2 separate regions of the Canis lupus genome follow, and region 1 is linked to region 2. Evidence: chromatin contacts called from public Hi-C data. All regions are on one chromosome and are shown on one strand. The core of a region is the stretch at or near the end of the contact, and the rest is flanking DNA. Distances in the headings are between cores, read along the strand shown.

The links. A called contact is a pair of places that touch in the nucleus more often than the background predicts.
Region 1: a Hi-C map of blood shows a contact between it and region 2, with 2.4 times the contacts expected there. The contact joins the promoter of LOC106558823 here to the promoter of LEPROT in region 2. A contact is called at or near these places in 3 of 9 Hi-C or Micro-C datasets (blood and skin fibroblasts).

Annotation. Positions count from the first base shown.
Region 1 is chr5:45,516,572-45,520,223 of UU_Cfam_GSD_1.0, forward strand. It overlaps LOC106558823, which reads left to right and starts at 2,376. Exons shown (of 4, transcript XR_005359656.1): 1 at 2,376-2,452; 2 at 2,800-3,028; 3 at 3,376-3,547.
Region 2 is chr5:45,217,328-45,220,972 of UU_Cfam_GSD_1.0, forward strand. It overlaps LEPROT (leptin receptor overlapping transcript), which reads right to left and starts at 1,258. Exons shown (of 4, transcript NM_001287133.1): 1 at 1,143-1,258.

The DNA.
Region 1 (3,652 bases), core at 1,126-3,625, 300 kb after region 2:
TTAAAAAAAAAAAAGAAAAAAGAAAGAAAGAAACAACAACCGAATAAACAAATCATGTTTTGCTTGGCTCTGTAAATTAGAAGCCTGCCAAAAAGTGGTCTGCAAAGGTGTTAAGAATCAAAAAGCATCTTCAGTGTCCTGCCTTCATCAGAAATATGGAAGGAATTTCCTAGAGATGGTTAGAAAGGAATTACTGGGAACCTCATCAGGCCTCGATTTGCTTATTCATTGCCAGGCAGGGTGTTAACTATGGGAGATAGTAAATGAATATGCCATGGCCCTGCCAGCCAACCGTACCCTCCAGTTCAGGGAGATACATGAACCGTTTTATGCACACTTACGCGTGAAAGGCACCATGAAATAAATATAAAAAGGATACAGTAGGCGGACAAAGGGGCAGTGATCTACTCTGTGATTCTAATAAAAACAATTCGTTACAATCATGTAGAGTTGTTCGGGGAGATGATCAACTCTCCCAGGGAAGCGCGAGGCGGAATCTGAATGAACAGATATAGTTGAGTCAAAACACAAGAAAAGGGGGTTTTTGGCGAAGCAATCAATTCACACCAGTCCCAAGAAGGTAATGTTCTGGTTAAGTGTTCTCCATCTTTAATTTCTAGGATATCAATTTTACAAAGCAGGGTCGCGGCCAGGCGTTGGTTACCAGGCACCTCCCCTCCTCCGAGCCCATCCCCCACCCCATCTCCACCCCTCCAGCGGAGCTATCAGGTGAGCCACGCTCCCTCCAAGCTCCGCCCTAATTAAATGTGTGACCTGGAGCAACTTGCATCGCTACGCGCGGCCTCGTTTCCGCGCCTGTAAAGCGGAGGAACCCTAGTCAATTCCGAAGCCCATTTCTGCAGTGAATTGTGAAATCGAGACAAGAAACCAGAAAGGAAACTCAAGAGAAACAAAAGTGAAAGTGCCCAAGGGAGATACAGTAGTAAACAAAAGTCCACAATTTCTAGATCTCCTTGGAAAAGGTGGCAGGAGTGCCCATATACTTTTTTTTTTTTTTCCTCTCTCTCTTTCCAGCAACGGCGAACACGAGACTTGGGGAAGAGCCGGCTGTCTCTCACGCCGGCCAAATGTGCGTGCGGTCACCGGCACGCGGACCCACCTTGCTGCGCGCAGCGGGCTCTTAAACAATGCTCCCCGGGCCTGAACAGGCGCTTAGGAACTATTTCTTACAAAATAAGCCAAGCGACGGCGAACGGTCCGTCGCCACATCCCGGTGCCGCCGCGGAGCCCCACGCGAGGGCGTGTCCCGCTTGGGGAAGAGAGAGAAAAGGGGTGTAGAGGAAGGGGAAGGATTCGAACCAATGCAAGAGTCCGCCCGGCGTCGCCACGCGGTTGTCACAAACAACAGCATGGAGACAAACTATGTCAGAGCGCAGAAAATTGGGCGGCCTTTAAACTTTGGCATCTGCTCCGTTTGTGGCGAGACCTCCCGGAACGTAACCCAGAACCCTACACCGCTCGGGGGCGAGGGGAGGCGGCCAGAAGGAACCGGGCGGACAGCTTTCGCCGAGCGCTTGCAGCGAGCGTGGGGCCGGGACGGGCGACGCCACGGCCGGAGGGGAGGGGAGGGGAGGGGAGGGGAGGGGAGCGCTGGGCTCCCCGGGCTCCCCGGGCTCCCCGGACCGGAGGATGCTCCCTGTCGGCGGCGGGAGCCTCCCTTCGCGGAGCCGAGGAGGGAGGGGGAGGCGCGCCCCCGTGCGCGCGCACACGCACACGCACACATCCTTCCCCTGGAGTTGTGTCTCGTCTCCCTTTTGTTTTTCTCCCTTCCCGGTCATGAGACCCGGAAGTTTTTTTTTTTTTTTTTAACCTGTCTCTCTCCCTTTTCCAACCCGCCCCCCCCCCCCCCCCCCCCCCCGGTCTATCACATGGCAGAGATAGAATAAAAACAGAAAAATGGCGACGGTCACGTTGTGGCGAGCCTTGCTGCGTCATTAGATAATCCTCATGCAAATAGCGGGAAGAACAAAGGAAGGGGGGGCCCAGGACCCCCCCACCCCGGGGACGGGGGGAGCGCAGGTGGGCGTGGGGGGTGGGCCGGGCGCGGGCGCGGGGGCGGGGGCGGGGGCGGGCGGTGCGCGCGCGGGGCTCGGTGCCGCCGAGCGTCTGCGCCCGAGTGCGCGCCCGTGCGCCGGGGCTGGTGGCGGCGCGCCGGAGCCGGCCGGGGGCGCGGGAGGCGGCGGGGGCGACGAGAGCCGTTCCGGCAGAAGGGTGGCCGCGGCGCGCGCGCACACGCACACGCACACGCACACGCACACGCACACGCACACGCACCCGCGCGGCTCGGCCGGCCGGGCGCTCGCGCGCGGGGGGCGGGCCGAGGGCGGGCCGGGTGGCGGCTGGGGCCGAGGGCGCGCCGCTGCCCGGCGCTGGGCGCCAGCCTCCAGCCTCCAGCCGCCTGCGGGGCCCGCGAGCAGTCCGCCGCCGCGGGGTAGGCAGCGGGCGCTGGGGCGGGGGCGCCGGGCGGGCCTGGGGCTCCGCACTCGCGCCCGGACTCGAGCGCGTGTTGCGGGGCTGGGTCTGCGGTTGTGGAGGGGCGTGTGCGTGTGCGTGTGTTTCCTGCGGGGTCGGGGTGGGGTGGAGGCGGGGAGGCCCTCGCTCCTGGGCTTTTCCGCGGCCGCCCGCGGGCCTTCGCTGGGCTGCGAGGAGCGGCGCGGGTTGGACCGGGGCGCGGGCGGCCCCCGGCCCCTCGGAGGGGGAGCGGCGCGGAGGGGCGGGGCGGGGCGCGTGTGTAAATGTTGCGCACTCGCTTTTCCCCCCACCCCCGCCGCCTTCCAGGGTGCTGGCGTGGGTCCCTCGCCGTCCGGCGGCGACTGTAAATAGAGCCTGGATGTTGTTTACATGAAGGATCCGGCGGGAGGAGTCTGCGAGGAGGAGGCGGAGGAGGAGGGAGGGAAGACAGAGGAAGAGCGGAGTCCCCGCGGCGGCTGCGTCCGGGGCGAGGGGGAGCCCCGCGCGGCGTCCGGGGACCCCGCGCTGCCACGAGGCCGGGACGCTGGACCCTGGGGTAGGAGGGAGCCTGGGCGCGCGGCGGGGAGTGGGGCGGGGGGGCCGGTCCGTGTGGCATTTTTAGCTTGCAACCTGCCACGCACATTCTCTCGGGCTGGAGGGGAGGGGGTGTGCGGGGAGGGCGAGGAAGCCTCGGTTTCTCTGTACGTCCTTTCTCCCATTCCCAGTATTTTCCCGCTTCACTCGGGGCTCACCTGTTTATTTCCATCAACCGGAGCGTGCAGTGTTTTCTTTTTTTTTTTTCAATGTAGGCATGAGAGACTGTTTCTTTTATTAGAAACGTTATTGGGGAGGGGGGTGGGGGTGCGTTGTTGTAATTTCTGCCGGTCTTGTTCGGTTTTCAAGAAGGGGGAAGGGACTTGGCGGACATCGCCTGCTCCCGGCCGCAGCTGAACCCACGGCTTCTCCCTGCCTTCCCGGGCCAAGGAATCTTTTCCCTCGCTCAGCTACCCTCACGCCAGCTGCCACCTTCTTGGAGAAGGACCACACCTGTGCTTACTCTCGCTCTGGAGGAGAGGTGAGCTGAAAAAACCATAAAGTCTTGCGTTCCCCAGACTTCTTAGCGAATCCCCCGTCCTAGAATTGACCAGAAAGTGCTGCTTTCACCTGCTGATGGCACTGG
Region 2 (3,645 bases), core at 8-2,507:
CCAAATTACGAGAAATACAGCGTTCCTGCGGCCTTTCCGTCGCCTGCAGTCAACTCTGCTCAACTGGAAAAAAGATCAGTACCGGGAGGATTAAGAGCCCCGAGGCCGAGGAGACTCGAGACAATGGCTGCTCCGGAGGAAATGGGAAACTGCAGAGCTACAGGAGGGAGGAGGAGAGGCGTCAGGGTGGACACGTCAGGAAGTGGAAAGAGACCCAGGCGGTCTGAAACTCGGCAGGGGTGGGGGCGGGGGCCGCTCCGAGGAACTGAGGAGCCGGGAGGTGATGCTCCGGGGTGGCCCGGCGTCCCAGGCAGGCACTGCTCCCGGCCCCGCCCGGACGGCCCCAGACAGCCGGGCTAGGGCGTGAGAACCTGCGGGTCCACCCGCACCCCGCGGGCGAGCCGAGACGGGAGCGCCCCGGCCCGGGGGAAGCCGGTCCCCGCCCACGCGCTCAGGCGCAGCTCCAGGCTTAGCCCGGGACGGAGGCTCACCCCACCGCAGGAGCCGCGAGCTGGGCGGCCACCCATATACCTTTAACACCCGCCATGTCTCCCGAGCTGGGGCCGCGGCTGCTTCCGGCTTCCTGCCACGGCCCGGCTGCCGCCCACACCCGGCCCAGACCCGGCCCAGCACCGCACCGCCGGGCCCGGGCCCGCCCCTCCACGCAGCCCCGCCCCCGCCGGTCCGATCCTCCCAGCTCGGCCAACCAGAGCCCCGCCCCGATCCGCCCCGCCCCGTCCCCGAAACCCCGCCCCCGCCTGTCCCGATCCTCCCCGCCTTCCCGGCAGAGCCCCGCCCCGATCCGCCCCGCCCCCCGGAGCTCCGCCCCCGCCGGTCCCGATCCTCCCAGCTCGGCCAACCAGAGCCCCACCCCGATCCGCCCCGCCCCGCCCCGCCCCTGGAGCCCCGCCCCCGCCTTCTCGATCTTCCCCGCCCCGCCCCCCGGAGCTCCGCCCCCTCCAGTCCCGATCCGCCCCGCCCCTCCCGGCAGAGCCCCGCCCCGATCCGCCCCGCCCCCGGAGCTCCGCCCCCACCGATCCCGGGCCCGCCCCGCCACCCGGAGCCCCGCCCCTCCTAGTCCAAGACCCTCCACGCAGAGCCCCGCCCCTGCCAGACGCTGTGGGTCCCAAGTTCCCTCCAACCTTGCACAGCCCCGCCGCTGGGGTCTCGATCCCGCCTCGCCACTCAGAGCCCCGCCCTGCTGGTCCCGGCCGCCTCTCCTCCTCGGCTCAGAGCGGGATCCCTGCGGGTCCCAAGCTCACTCCCACCACGCAGAGCCCCGCCCGCGCCACGCAGAGCCCCGCCCAGCTCGTCCGTACGCCGCCTCCAGCTTGCAGGGCTCCGCCCCACCCCGTGATCCCGGTCGGGGCTTGGCCTGGACACCCACTCTCAGCGCGTGAACCGACCTTGCCCCCAGAGGCCCCTCCTTCTAGATCCTGAGCCCTACGCGTAATCCCCGAACCTGCCCCACGCTCAGTCCTTCAATCCGTCGGTTGGGGCCTCTGCTCCTCCCGGTCCCCTGGGTGCGCAGGCCAAGACCCTCCAGCGCAGCCAACCCTGTACGGGTCCAGCGCCACCGAGCCCCAGCTTTGCGGTACGCTTTCAGGAACCCTAAATATGTATTAGTCTTACACCTTAGGACCTCAAAGTCTGCAGGTAACCAAGGCCAATTTAAACGTCAGGGGGCCATTTGGTACTTACCTTTCCTCACAGGAATACAGAGTATTGTCTTGGTGGGGCCAATCTGAAAGAGACCTTAAGAGCCATTTGATCCAAGTGCTTTATTTTACCTTTATGGAAAGAGGCTCAGAAAAGGTAGGACTTGCCAGCTTTTTGGAGGTTGGATTACAGGTCACTTATGCCTCATTGTAGCTGAGAACTACTGCCCCTTTTCTATTGCTTTTTCTTATATTTCAAAGGGACGGAAAGACAAAGGGGTTCCCCTGGCTGCGTGAGAAGTACAAATTCTCACCACCACCACCTTTCAGGATCCCCATTCACTTTACTTTCTCAAAACTGTACAATGAGTTTATTATTGTCTCAATACATGCTTACCTGTGAATTTATTTTTCTAGCCCCTTCCATTTCTCCTCAGAGATGGAGGTACACTTATTAAAAACATTGTGTTGCAAAAAAAAAAAAAACAAAAAAACAAAAAAAAAACATTGTGTTGCTAATACTTGGCTCACTGTAGACCCTTGAAGATCCAGAATTACACTGCGCTCTGCTTTGTAGCCTGCAATCTACTCAAGATCGTTGAGAACGTCTTTTTCCCTCTTTTCTGTATCACACCCTTCCTAATATCTGTTAAAGCATTCAGGGGGAACCGCCTATCAGCCATACACTGGAAGCCTGTCCTTTTTGGCTCCCTTACCATACTGCCAAACTGCTCTCATTAGAAAGTTTAGACTTTCCCCCCTTAATTGATGAGGATTTTCTATAGGGTCAAATCTCCCCACTTCCCTATTTCTAGGCACCCAGCAAGTGCCTGAAAAGCCGTATATAAAGGTTTGCTGGAGCCTTCCAAGTCAGCCTGAGGCCAGGCCCACACAAGGGAAGTGATTTTGGAGGAAAGTGACATTACTTCAGAGGTGCAACTTGATCTGAGTAGGCTTAGCTGTAAGAAACTGGAAGGGAATAAGAAGCAAATAGATGAGATGCTGGCTCAAGGGTAATGTCTGGAATCAGAAAAATGCAGAGACAGTATTTATCTCTAAATTCGGTTCCTGGACCTAATTTCTAAGTGTGTGTGTGTGGCGGGGGTTGGGAGGGTTAGGGGGGTGAGTAGGGAAGCTTCCCATACAACACCAAGCAATTCTTGGACACCAGCAGGGTGTCCTACAATTCAGTTCAATTCTGATACTCTCTACCTAGAGATAGCATCAAATTCCACAGGTTGAGGGTTTAATCCTATAAGACTCTGCACCTCTCACCTTCCGTCCCAAGTCATAAGGCAGGTCATTACCTATTGCTTCTGACCTACCTTGGACTTGAGATGCTGTTGTTAAGTCCAGGTTGTTACATGTACTTCTGATGGACTGGCTATAAATCAGAGGTTCCCAGGACCTCCTCCTCCTCATGTTTAATTTGCTAGAGCAGTTCACAGAACTCAAAGAAACATTTTGCTTACCAGATCACTAGTTTATTATAAACGATTATAACTCAGAAACAGCCAGATGGAAGAAACAGATAGGGCAAGGTGTGCAGAAAGGGCACTGAGCTTCCACCCTCTCAGGAGAGCTTCTCCGTCCATGTCTCCAGGTGTTCACCAACTGGAAGCTCTCTGAGCCCTGTCCTTCTGGGGTTTTACGGAGGCTTCATTACATAGGCACAATCAATTAAATCTAGGCATTGGCGAATGATTCAACCTCCAGCTCCTCCCCACCACCCTGGGGGTCAGGGGTAGGACCAAAAGTACCAACCCCCTTAAAAAATGTGGTTGGCTCCATTGGCAACCAGCCCAGATCCTTAGCTGCTTTCCAAAAGTCACCTCATTAACATAACAAAAAAACATCTTCATCATTCTCTACACTAAAGGAAATTCCAAGGCTCTGGGGAGCTGTGAGCCAGGAATTGTGATGAAGACCAAATATATGTAAGAAATATATTTTGGTCATCCAAATGATCAGACATATACTTCTTATA